Linked DNA regions of Sus scrofa: region 2 is linked to region 1. A link is a contact called in public Hi-C data. All regions are on one chromosome and are shown on one strand. The core of a region is the stretch at or near the end of the contact, and the rest is flanking DNA. Distances in the headings are between cores, read along the strand shown.

The links. A called contact is a pair of places that touch in the nucleus more often than the background predicts.
Region 2: a Hi-C map of liver shows a contact between it and region 1, with 3 times the contacts expected there. The contact joins the promoter of PAK1IP1 here to the promoter of LOC110255306 in region 1. A contact is called at or near these places in 2 of 5 promoter capture datasets (fetal liver and liver), 3 of 47 Hi-C or Micro-C datasets (liver and retroperitoneal adipose tissue) and 1 of 2 datasets of contacts at active chromatin or transcription factors (alveolar macrophages).

What each region holds. Positions count from the first base shown.
Region 1 is chr7:7,324,278-7,330,974 of Sscrofa11.1, forward strand. LOC110255306 (N-acetyllactosaminide beta-1,6-N-acetylglucosaminyl-transferase-like) reads left to right here and starts at 3,370. Exons shown (of 1, transcript XM_021100001.1): 1 at 3,370-5,515. The coding sequence starts at 4,562. The coding sequence ends at 5,515. It also overlaps the pseudogene LOC110261698.
Region 2 is chr7:7,440,371-7,447,091 of Sscrofa11.1, forward strand. PAK1IP1 (p21-activated protein kinase-interacting protein 1) reads left to right here and starts at 4,149. Exons shown (of 11, transcript XM_001926200.4): 1 at 4,149-4,543. The coding sequence starts at 4,460.

The sequences.
Region 1 (6,697 bases), core at 2,120-4,619:
ACCCTCCAGAGCTATTTTAAGCCCCTGTTTCCTGTGGTTAAAAAAAAAAAAAAAAAAAGAGGACGAGGGTTAAACAGACTTCAGCAATAGTAAATACATAGAGAAAGAAACAAGAGGGAGAGGAAAGAGAGCCCGGGTAGAGAAAGAGCTGGAAGGAGTGAAAAAGAAAAAATGTCACATGCACTTAAAACCGGTTGAACCCAAGCTGCTCTTTCTGCCTGACCTCTGTGGCCTCTGAGAAAGTTTCCATTCGGTCTTCGTGGTTTTCTAACTGAGGCACAGAGGTGATGTCATGATGAGATAAATAGGTGATGAGGACTTCGGGTACCACATGGCCCCAAGAATAAGTAAGACAGGATGATGGGCAGAGGATCCACATCCCCGGAAAGGAGCCCTTCTCTCCCTTTCTGCAGGCGTTGCGATTACACTCTCAGTGCCGTTTTCTTAGTGGAGTAAAAACTAGTTTCCATCTCGGGGTGAGAATTTATAAGCGTGTACATTATGCAGAAATAAGCAAGTAGAGGTTGAACGCTGGGACATCACCTTGCCATTTACTGGGTGGCCAAGCCGGGCGTCCGCACTGGTTCTCAGCATCTTCAGAAGTCTATCCTACCCAATCACTGCCTCCAAGTTAGCAACGGGGGTAGTCATTTTGATCCAATGTTCAGGCTGGGATGAAGGATTGCCATTCTTTTTGGAGACGCATTACCATCTCTTTCTACTGTTTTGCACAAATGCTGAGAGCATTGTGTCCAGGTGTAGAAGAATGATGAGTGGTAGATTGCAAAGAGGGTTCAGGAAAACCAGGAGGATCAGAAGAATGAGCGTTTCCCATGGGACCACCGAGAGCTAGCACCGGGTTGATGCAAAAAAGAAAAAGATACGGATACTAATTCTTGTAAAAATGTCTAGCATTGTCCAAATCAAAAAACCCTCGAAGCATTTCGGGTGACGTACAATTAGGGACTCCCCTGCAGCAAAGCACCAACTTGCAAACGTTCTTTACCCTGTAACTGGAAACTCAGGGAGTTGTCAATTCAGAGAAGAAAAGGCAAATTATTAGAGATACTTCTATGCATGAAATCTCTGCAGGGAAGCAACTGTGCCAAGAATAAGGAGATATAGCCCAAAGAAACAAAGGAAGGGGTGCTGTTATCATCCGGATATATTGGGAGAAAAAGCTGGAAGAATTATTTGACTTGTTTAGACAAGGGTAATTAGGCATTGATGGCTCCGTTTATTCATCCTGAGAGTCAGTTTCATTTGATGCGGACAGTGGCTGCCTAGGGGAGATATTGAAAATAAAGTAAAAATTAGCAAAATTTTCGTCATTTCAGAAAAGATTGCGCTTGTATGAATACTATACGGAAGAAATGATTTGTTCTAAAGAATTCTAGGCAGATACATGAAAGACAGTTATGTAAATAGGTATTTAGGTTGAGTGAATTCATTTGGGGTCATACAGACTAGTCTGCATGCACCTGAATCCTGCTGTAGAATCCGATTCCTAAAACGAGTGAAGACTGGAGATCCCACCATGGCACAACAGGATCAACAGTGTCTCTGCAGCAGCAGGGATGCAGGTTTGATCCCCAGCCCAGCGCAGTGGGTTAAGGAGCTAGCATTGCTGCAGCTGTGGTGTAGGTCACAGCTTCAGCTGGAATTTGATCCCCAGCCTGGGAACTTCATATGCTGTGGTGCAGCCACAAAAGAAAAAAAAATTTTTTTAATTTTAGATAAATAAAACAAGTAAAGAATGACCCTCCCAGTTGTGGCGAATTTCACTGGGTCCTTTCTTTTCTCTCTCTCTCTTTTTTTTTTTTTTTCTGCTGTTTGTTTTTGTTTTGTTTTGTTTTGTTTTGTTTGCTTTTTAGGGCTGCACCTGAGGCATATGGAAGTCTTCAGGCTAGGGGTCGAATCGAAACTGCAGCTGCCGGCCTACACCACACCCATGGCAACTCTGGATCCAAGCCTCATCTGCAACCTAGACCACAGCTCACGGCAACACTGGATCTCCAACCCACTGAGCGAGGCCAGGAATCAAACCTGCATCCTCATGGATACTAGTTGGATTCATTTCTGCGGCGCCATAATGGGAACTCCTCACTGGGTCCTTTCTCAGCATTTCGTTTGCTCCTGAAAAGTACAAAACGAGAGTTGGCAACCATCTCGTCGGTAAATGCATTAGCCTCCACGTGGGGTGGGAAAACAACTGCAACAAATAACAGCTCCAGTCTTGGGTTCTAAGGTAATGGTTGTGAAGACAATGTCCAATGAAAGCAGGATGGGAAACGTTATGCCCTGACCGTAGGTGCAAAATGCAGGATGCACATGTGCATCTCTCCTGTTCCTGGTAAAATCAAATCGTGTATGGCTATGGCCGAGAGGGAAATGAGAGTACAGGACGTGAAAACATTTGCAAACTATCTGTAATATGTTGTTCCTTTATAATTAAGACGTATTGGAATAAAATAGGTACTTTGAATGTCCCCACGTCCACAGATGCAAATACAGATGACCACACATCACAAAATGTACGTCACAAATATAGGACTCTCCCACCAATGTAATCAGGGAACAGAGAAAAGCAAACTATCTCTCTACACTCTGTCAATAAGTATTTGATTGCCTAGTATGTGCAGACAAGTGGTGAGAGCTGGAAAGAGATGAGCCACGTGTGAGCCCAGCAGTAACCGCCCCCCATGTGTCCGCACAGTTTGCCGGTCACCTCTGTGTAAATAATACCAAGTAAAACAAAGCTGATCAGTGTTATTGTAGGCGTGCAATCTAACCAGGGCATGGCCTCAAAGAGGGAGGAGAAAGGAAGAATAAGAAGGTGGCAAAGAAGTGGTAATTGTGTTTTGTCCCCCCTACGGGAGAGTTGTGGGGGAGGGGCTTTTGTTTACCCTTCTCTCACAGCCCCATTCATTGCTGGGCAGGAGATGGACTTTTTTTTTTAAGTTGAAGTATAGCTGATGTATAATGTGGCAGGTGTATAGCAAAGTGATGCAGCGATACATACCTGTGCATTCGCTTTCATATTCTTTTCCATTATGTTTTTTTCGCAGAATATTGACTATGGCTCCCTGTGCTGTGCAGTAGAACTTTCTCGTTTGTCCATCCTATATATCATAGTTTGCACCTGCTGCTCAATGTATATAATACTTTGCACCTGCTACTCAATATATGTAATACTTTGCACCTGCTACTCAATAGATATACTTTGCACCTGCTACTCAGACTCCCAGTCCATCCCTCCCCCAACCCCCTCCTTTGGCAACCACAAGTCTGTTCGCTCTGTGAGTCTGTTTCCGTTTCGTAGATCATATGTTTGATTCCATATGTAAATGATAGCACACAATCTTTCTCTTTCTCTGTCTGACTTACTTCCCTTCGTAGGATCATCTCTAGGTCCCTCCACGTTGCTACAAACCGGCCATGTACTCTTGATAGCTTTTCTCATTTTATTCTCAACCTATGAAGATGGTAGGATTATTCTCATTTATTACAGATAGAGAAACTGCTTTGGAAGGATTTATACATCCGCACCTAAGAGCCTCTCTCCCTAAATTCTAGAACATCCCGAATTGAGATGGCTCGCTCTCCTCACTCTCCAGGCACCAGGCTGGTCCCCCGACATCCTACCTGGGCTTGAGTGAAATAAAGTGGACAGTCACTAACTTCAGCCTTAGCCTCTATGTGGGTGCTAATGGGCTTTTAGGGTTTGGGGTTTTTTTTGGGGGGGTGGCTTTTTTTTTAATTAGCCTTTATTCATAATGATGTAGTAAGTTAGATGGTGAGGTGGGCTTGCTAACGTGCCTTTCTAAGGACCTTCACTTATAGCAGAGAAAGATTAAGTGCTGGAAAGAATCTGGCTCAACAGCCAGTCATATGCTGCGCTTTATAGCACAGGCGGCCAACCCGGGGTGGAGGGGAGGGGCGTGTGTGGAAAAAGACAAGGTTAAGCGATTAATTTTTAAGCACTAAATATTTATTGACAGACTCTCTCTCCAGGCAATGTTCACATGCTTAGAACTGACGCTTTTAACTTGGCAGCGCCGTTTAAGCAAACAAACGCAGTCGGTTGAACGCAATGATTAATAGGAAGTTGGAGAGCTGACACAGGGGCCACTCTTCTGGGCAGGAGAAGAGGCTGGGGTTAAAGTCTCAGAGCAGTGACTTGCAGAATGGTGGCTTCACCCCTTGGCGATTTTCCTGAGGGGAACAGCAGACCTGTTGGAGTCAGAAGCTCCCGGAGGCAACGTGTTTTTGTGTAGAAACAGGTGGCAGGTTAGAGGCGGGACGGAGCAAAGCAAATCCAGAAGAGTGGCTTCAGAAACGTGGTGTCAAAGCAAAGTGGAAATGCAACTCGGCGGCCAATGAAGAAGGAAGGAAGACAGAAGGAGGACGGCCACGGTCCCCTGGAAGTCACGGAGCAGCCGATCAGAAGGGCATCTGCCAAGACCACGGCCGTGGATGCTGGAGAAAATGTAAGTTAAATATATCCACGGGCTGAGCGGATCTCCAGAGGGTTTGTTTACTCATTTCCTGGTTTGGAAGGATGGGCTCTTGGAAGCACGGTCTTTTTTGTGTATCTCTTGTCACCGTCCTGATTTGCGTATTCATTTACAATAACAAGTTGTGGCCGAGAAAAAATGTCTTTCGAGCATCCTTGGCCAATGCATCACTGTTGGCAGAAGCCTGTCAGCAGATTTTTAAGGGGAAGGTTTTTTACACAACAGAGAATGCCCTGAAAATGACCCTCCATGAAACGACCTGTTACAAGTACATGGCTCAAAGTCACTACATCACAGAAACACTCTCGGAAGAAGAGGCCGGCTTCCCTTTGGCGTATGTGATGACCATCCACAAAGACTTTGGCACCTTTGAGAGGCTCTTCAGGGCGGTTTATATGCCCCAAAATGTCTACTGTGTCCACGTGGATGCGAAAGCCACCACTGAATTCAAAGATGCAGTGGAGCACCTCCTGAGCTGCTTCCCGAATGCCTTCCTGGCTTCCAAGACGGAGCCCGTGGTCTACGGCGGGATTTCCAGGCTCCAGGCGGACCTCAACTGCATCAAGGATCTGGCGGCCTCGGCGGTCCCGTGGAAATACGCCATCAACACCTGCGGGCAGGACTTCCCCCTGAAAACCAACAGGGAGATCGTTCAGTATCTGAAGGGATTTAAAGGGAAAAACATCACCCCGGGGGTGCTGCCCCCCGCTCACGCCATTGGACGGACGAGATACGTCCACCGGGAGCACCTGGGCGAAAAAAATTCCTTCGTGATTAAAACAACGAAATTGAAAACCCCACCGCCTCACAACATGACCATTTATTTTGGCACTGCCTACGTGGCCCTCACGAGGAACTTCGCCAACTTTGTGCTCCAAGACCAGCAGGCGATTGACTTGCTGTCCTGGTCCAGGGACACCTACAGTCCTGACGAACACTTCTGGGTGACACTCAATAGGATTCCAGGTATGGCTGTCTCTCTATTTTGGTTTTTATGAATGAATCAACATTGCGCGGCCTATACGGAAGAAACTGCTGAGAACTCGTTTAAAATGAATATTGTAGGGAGTTCCCGCTGTGGCACAGCAGAAATGGATCTGACGAGCATCCATGAGGCGGCAGGTTCGATCCCTGGCTTCGCTCAGTGGGTTAAGGATCCAGCGTTGCTGTGAGCTGTGGTGTAGGTCAGTCTCGGCTCAGATCCCGTGTTGCTGTGGCTGTGGTGTAGGCCAGCAGCTGTAGCTCCGATTGGACCCCTAGCCTGGGAACCTCCATATGCCGCAGGTGCGGCCCTAAAAAGAAAAAAAAAAATGTAACGTTTTAAAGATCTTTACAGTTTCAAATGTTCATTTAAAAAAAAAAAAACTTTATAGGAATTCTAGTTGTGGCTCAGCAGTAACAAACCCAGCCAGCATCCATGAGGACGCAGGCTCAATCCCTGGCTCGCTCAGCAGGTTAAGTATCTGGCGTGGCTGTGGCTGTGGTGTCGGCCGGCAGCTGCATCTCGGATTCGAACCCTAGCCTGGGAATGTTCATATGCTAAATATGCAGCCCTTAAACCATTTTTACAGTAACTCTATTCACAAGGTGGGCGATATAGCTCAGCTTCATTTTACTGATGAGGAAACGGAGGTGCGGCGGTTAGCAGGGCCAAAGTAGAGACTGACTGTGTGGTTTGATTTTGCTGATACACCAAGCTGTCTTTCTGAGCCCATAGACGCACTTCGAGTACGTGCTGTAGTCTTGAGACATGGCGAGGCACTGAGGGAACACTGGCTGTGCAAAGGGAAAATTAAACCCAGTTCTCCTTTCAATGGGATGGCGTTTAAAATCAGGAATAGGAGGCCATGGTGCGGTGGGTAAATGGGTAAAGAATGTGACCGTAGCAGCTCGGATCACTGCAGAGGCTGTGGGTTCGATCCGCATCCCTTCGGCATAGGTTGCAGCTATGACTCAGATTTGATCCCTGGCCCAGGAACTTCCATATGCCGCCGTGTGGCCATGAAATAAAAATAAAATAAAATAAAATCAGGAATAAATAATATAAATTAAATTTGAGAGGCCATTTGCACATGTGTAATGATACTTTTGCTTCTGTGAAACTCCCATAGCTAAATTCACATGCTTTCAAAAGGAGAGCAGGATACGACATTCAACTTTCAAATTTCCTTTGACGGTTC
Region 2 (6,721 bases), core at 2,899-5,398, 120 kb after region 1:
GCATGTATGGCATATGGAAATTCCCAGGCTGGGGGTCAAATGCGAACTGCATCCGCTGGCCTACACCACAGCCACAGCAATGCTGGATACTTAACACACTGAGCAAGGCCAGGGATCGAACCCACATCCTCATAGTTACGAGTCAGGTTCCTTACCACAGAGCCACAATGGGAATTCCTGTTGCATTTTTTAGAAAAACCAAACAATTCTTAAATACTGTAGCAGCTTAGAAATCAGATTCAACAGATCAGTTAAGGATTCTTTTGTAAAAACTTTAATATCTTCTCTTCCCTTATTTTAGAACTGACTTGTTTTCTTTTTCTTTTTTCTTTTTTTTTTGTAAAAAGAAAATCCGAATTTTGGCTATGGATGGGTGACAGGTGGAGCTGTACTTGGAGAGGAATGTGGGAGTTGAACCTTCCTGATCGGGCGGTAAGGAGGCTGAGGGGGAAAGGTAAACAGAGGACCTTGAACCCATCCAGGAGGACGGCAGGAGCTGGGGTGCTGAAGGCCATGACCAAGGCTCCGGAGATGGAAACAGTCAGGCGGTTTTGATTTTTTTAATTTTTATTTTTTCCACATTTTTTGTTTATTCATTCATGATCAGATATAGGTTCTGAAAGTCGTTTCCTCCATTTTGTCAATTGTCTCTTCATTTTGTTGATTGCTTCTTATGTGATGCAGAAGCTTTATTGTTTGATGTTGTACCACTTTTTTATTTCGGCTTTTGGTGTTTGTGATTTTGATGTCACAGCCTAAAAATCATTGAAAGCACCAACGTCAAGGACATTTTCTCTCTATTTTATTCTAGGAATTTTACAACGTTAGTAATGTTTAAGCCCTTACGACTTGTGGAGTCAAATTTTTTGAGTCGTGAATGATAGGGCTCCAGTTTTCATCTTTTGAGCTTTCACTTTTGCCAGCACCGTTTTTGAAGGGAATATACTTTCTGAATTGAATATTCTGGCTTTATTGTTAAATACTAATGTACATATATGAGTGGTTTTATTTCCAGCCCTCACTCTTGTTCCTTTGATGCATGTGGCTCATTAGTCAGGCTGTTTTTAGATGATGATGCTGATAAGGAAAAGTTCACAAATACTGCTCTGATCGCTAACAGCCTCAAATGCAAACCTCTCATAGTCTGCCTGGATTATCCCTATGAGGCAGGTGAAGCAAATTTCTGTCAGGCTGGTGCCCAGGGAAAGGAGCCCACTCTCTCTGCATCCCTTAGCCCTGCATGCAGAGGAAACCAATGTTCCCTTGCATACAAGGATCTGCAGTCTCTCTAGTCCCCAAGGTTTAACAAACTTGCTCCCTGTCACACAGTGGAAGCAAGGTAATTGAGCAAGAATATTAGAACTGACATGAGTTCTTTTTTCTTTAGCAAACCAAACCAAGCCAGGGACTCAATAAATATTTATTGAACAAATGAATAAATCAATGCATGGCTCAAGAGTAAAAAGCTTTTCCAGCAATAATTTAAGTGGAAACCTAGAAATCCTGTTGTGCTTTGGTGTTAACCAACTCAGAACAGTTGGCTGTTTCTTGGCAACAGCAGTCTTCACAAGAAAGAGACTGAATGGTGTTTTACATCCTATGCTGGAAAGAGAACAGGAGGTTTGGCAGGAAGTATGCTCAGTTTGAATCCAGTTGAGCAGGTATATAATATTGTATTATGTGTTTTTCTCTAGGCAATAAAAACTACTTTTCTTCTCTGTTTAAAGAGAACATTTGAAGCCAAGGAAATGTAAAAAGCAGCAGCAGCATGGGGTCTATTGTTACTTAGGTTTTTTTTGGTTTTGAAAGAGTGTCTTTCCTTTTCTGGACCTACTTCAGCATTTATACCCTCAGACGGGTGTATTTTAATCTTAGGGGCACAGCTCTTTTTGAAAATGTAATGAAATTGTTATCGATGCTTTCCATAAATGTGCATATACAATTTTGCATGTAATTTCAGGGGATGCATAGCCTCAAGAAGTTTCCACCCAGATTAGGAACCCCTGGGCCAGATGCTCTAAGGTCTTCTAAGTTCTATGACTGGTTCAATTGATTTTTTTTTAATTACTCAATGAATTTATGACATTTATAGTTGTACAATGATCATCACAATCCAATTTTATAGGATTTCCACCCCACATCCCCAGCGCATCCCCCCACCCCCCCAAACTGATTCCTTTGGAAACCATAAGTTTTTCAAAGTCAGTATCTGTTCTGCAAAGAAGTTCATTCTGTCCTTTTTTCAGATTACACATGTCAGTGAAAGCATTTGATGTTGGTGTCTCATTGTCTGACTGATTTCACTTAGCATGATAATTTCTAGGTCCATCCATGTTGCTACAAATGCTGGTATTTCGTTCCTTTTAATGGCTGAGTAATATTCCATTGTGTATTTGGACCACATCTTGATCCACTCCTCTGTCGATGGACATTTAGGTTGTTTCCATGTCTTGGCTCTTGCAAATAGTGCTGCAATGAACATCGGAGTACATGTGTCTTTGCGAGTCATGGTTTTCTCTGGATAGATGCCCAGGAGTGGGACTGCTGGATCAAATGGGACCTAATTAAACTTAAAAGTTTCTGGTTCAACTAATTTCTAACAGGAAAGGAAGGAAGGGAGGGGGGAAGGAAGAAAGGGGGAAAGGAAGGAAGGGTAAGCCTCTTTGAGTTGTTTATGTCGCTTGCACTATGGTTTTTATTCTAGAACTAACTATATTTTTAAAAAATTCCTGGTTGGAACAAAAGACTTTCAAATCACAGTCTTTTCTTAAATGTTACTACTTAAGCAGGTAAAAGTGTGGCCATCTGGTAAGAGACGCAGGAGAGTAATTATCCTGTTATCATGACACATTAAAATTAATTTCAAATGAGTACTAATTCTTATCGAACAACAGTTGAGATTTCGCTGGGGTAATGAGGCAGGGTACTGAGGGATTCCAGAAGAAACAGAATACATAAAGCTCATGATTTTTTTTTTTTTTAATGGGTGCACCCACAGCATATGGGAGTTCTCCCAGGCCACACTGTGGGTCGCAGTTGTGGCAACTCCAGATCTTTCAACCCACTGTGTGGAGCCAGAGATGGAACCCTCACTTCCCCAGCGACCGGTGCTGCTGCAGTCAGATTCCTAACCCACTGTGCCACAGCCAAGAACGCTATGGTTAGCAATTTTTTTGGGGGGGGGGCGGCAATGAAGTAGTTCTTCAAAATTAAAGAATATGCATTTTTTCCAGACATATGGTATTACACACTTAATGGACTACAGTGTGACATAAACATAACTTACATACACTGGGAACATAAAGGATTAGTGTGAACGTCACTGTGGTTCCACACCCACAGTTGCTCCCATGGGTGCCTGTGCTGTAAACAGGGTTTCCAAAAGCCTGAGAACGATTTGAACTTCAGCATTTCAGTGCCTAAGAAGTGCTTACACATGGAGTCGCCAAAATGCGCAGAAGACAAGGCCTTCCTGGCGCTGCAGTGACAAAGCCACCAAAGTAAAATCACTTCTATGTGGCACAGTCCAGTCACTTCGCAGGTGCGAAGCTGTCCTTTCTAACACATCTCTGAATCTCTGTATCTCATGAAAACCTCAAATCTAAATTAGGGCTACCTGTGTTTTTAATAACACTGACTTTGCACTTAAGGTGGGGGAGGTGGTGAAACGGAATATGAGATTTCCTTCTAGAACCGAACCTAGGGTGACTGGCCCTTCCTCTTCGAGCAGTGTCTTTACCCCCCCTCAAGCAAAGGGTCCTCCCCCACCCGCAGGATGCCCCACAGTGGCCGATTTGTCCCCAGAGTTCGAGAAACCAAAAGCAAGCTGGGAGGAAAGGTGCGCAGAGCGAGATTATTTGGCCTGGGCGGGGGCGAGGGAATCGGACCCCTCTGACGACTGCGAGCCCTACCAGTCCTACATGCCCCCCTCCTTGCTCTATTACAGCGAATGTGAACGAAAAAGGTTCATTCCACGACTTCCTGCACCACCGAAAGCCTAACGCCTGTACCTGTGCCACTACACACAGGCGTCGATCCGCCAATTACACTGCAACGCCGGAGCCGCCCCCTCGCCTCCCGCCCAGCCCGGAAGCTGCCCCGCCCCTTCCGTAGACGCCCCGGAAACGAGGACTTTCGCGCAGGATGTCCCGCCCCCTCGCCTCAGAATCGCCTGACACGGGGCTTCCTAGAATATGCCTGCTGATCCTCCGTTTGCTTTCTCCTTGAAATGAGACTCTCGCCATGTGGCGTCCTTTCTTATTCTCCTCTTGGTAATTCCGCGTGATCTTCTAGTCCCGAAATCTCTCCCATGGAGTCAGGCGCCTAAAAGGCAGCCCCGCGGTCTTGACGTAAATTTGAGCGCCGACGCAAGAAGGACCCCCTCTGCCCCTTGCGTCCGCTTGCGTCACTGCCCAGCTGCGCCGAGCCCCGCTCGCTGAGGAGGCACGTGCGCTGCTGAATGGAGGTGGTGGCTGGTTGCTACGAGCAGGTTCTTTTTGGGTTCGCTGTACACCCGGAGCCCGAGACGAGCGGCAGCCACGAGGTGAGAGCCCGCGCGCGGAGGGACCGCAGGCGGTGGGGCGGCCAAGCGTCTGATGTGGTTCCCACGCGGCCGAGGTAAACACAGCACCGCAGGGGAACCGTCAGAACCGCTAGGGATTCATTGGTGAATGCAATTCAGGAGACTTAAAACACGTCTTAGTCTTTTAGAACAGAGAAGGCGTTTCATAAGACGAGATGATGTCTGCGTTTTGTAGTAAACATGACCCGTGCACGAAGGAAACTGGCATTTCTGCAAACGGGCCAATGAGCCATAGATTGTATGAGTTTAAAGGTCGCTCCCCTAAGTTGACAACTAGTTGGGGTGTTCAGGATTTAATGAAAGAACAGCTCTTTGAGTTTTTGTTCTGGGATTTTACCATGTATTTGAACTGGATCTGGATAAACCCCTCATTGATAAAGTGATACCAGTTCACTATTGGGCTCTTACGTGGGGCCATTACTTTCGGTAAAGGTGCAGGGAAGCCAAAGGTATAAATCCTGCACTGGAGAGCTTACCCACATGAGAAAGAGAGATTGAGGGAGGCAAATACGTGGAGAAAAATTAAAACAAAACGTGATGAGTTTTTTTACTAAGCGTGTGAGTTAAAAGGTTAAGTAAATTGGCAGTAGTCAAACAGGACATACCCAGGACTCGATGTAACATCTCCTTACTTTTAGTCTAGTACTCTTTTTTCCCTCTAAGCAATCCTAGATATTTCCTAGAAACCTAATTCGTTGACCTGTTATGTCGTTTTGTTTTTTTTTTTTTGCTTTCTTTTTAGGGCCGCACCCACAGCATATGGAAATTCCCAGGCTAGGAGCTGATTCCGAGCTGCAGCTGCTGCTCTACACCACAGCAATGCGGGATCCAAGCTCCACCTGCAACCTACACTACAGTTCATGGGCAACACTGGATCCTTAACCCACTGAGCAGGGCCAGGGATTGAACCCGGTTCCTCATGGATACTAGTCAGGTTTGTTACTGCTGAGCCACGATGGGAACTTTGACCTGTTAGGTCTTTATGAAGACAAGATGTCAAACTTAAATAACCAGAAAATTGGAAGTATAGGATCTGACTAATTTCTTTTGTTTATTTTGTTTTCTACTCTGGTGATTAAGCTGCCTTTGGCTGAAAGGTGACATGTTTTGGATACTTAAAGATGATGTTACAGATTGTGTTTTTGTAATAATGTTGCTGTGCACGTTCCAAACACAGTACTAGACCTCACAGCAGCCCTCTGAGGCAGATACAGTTATCCCATTTACAGCGGAGGATCCTGAAGTCCAGAGAGGTTAAGTGACCCGCTGGAAGCCACAGAGCTGATAAGTGGCAGACCTGGGACTCAAACCTCCAGGGGTCTCTGACACATGAAGCTCTTAACCTAGTACCGCTGCTAAACCCAGACAACCAGCATTCCTTCTGTAATATGCACAGGCAAAGGTTATTCTTCAATTTACGGCCATAGCAGCCCCTTAGGAATGTTGTGCCTTTACTCAAAAGAGGCCCCCTCAGTCGTTATTAACGGAAGGACTATCTGTTTTTAAGGAATTAATTTGCAGTAACACATCCTTAGTATATTCGAGCAATTTTTTTTTTTTTTTTTTTTTTGGTTTCAACAATACTCCTTCAGGAGTTCCCATCGTGGCTCAGTGGTTAACGAATCCAACTAGGAACCATGAGGTTGCGGGTTCAGTCCCTGGCCTCGCTCAGTGGGTTAAGGATCTGGCGTTATGAGCTGCGGTGTAGGTGGCAGACGCAGCTCGGATCCCGCATTGCTGTGGCTGTGGTGTAGGCTGGCGGCTACAGCTCCGATTGGACCCCTAGCCTGGGAACCTCCATATGCCATGAGTGCAGCCCTAAAAGGACAAAAAGACATAATAATAATACTCCTTCATGCATCTCCTTCAGTTTGTGGTGTGTGCGTGTATATGTATGTGTCTATCGTTCTTTGCACTCAGCCAGTCACATTTATCCAAAAGTCGCATGTCAGCAAGCCCTCAGCCTGTGGAAGTTCCTCGGCCAGAGATCGAACTGGAGCCACAGCAATGGCAATGCTGAGTCCTGAACTGCTAGGCCACCCGGGAATCCAAGCATAGAATTCTGACATCTCATCACTGGTCATCCTCTAGGGCTTATAACGGTACCAATGTGAACATGCTCTCATCCTGTTTGTTTTT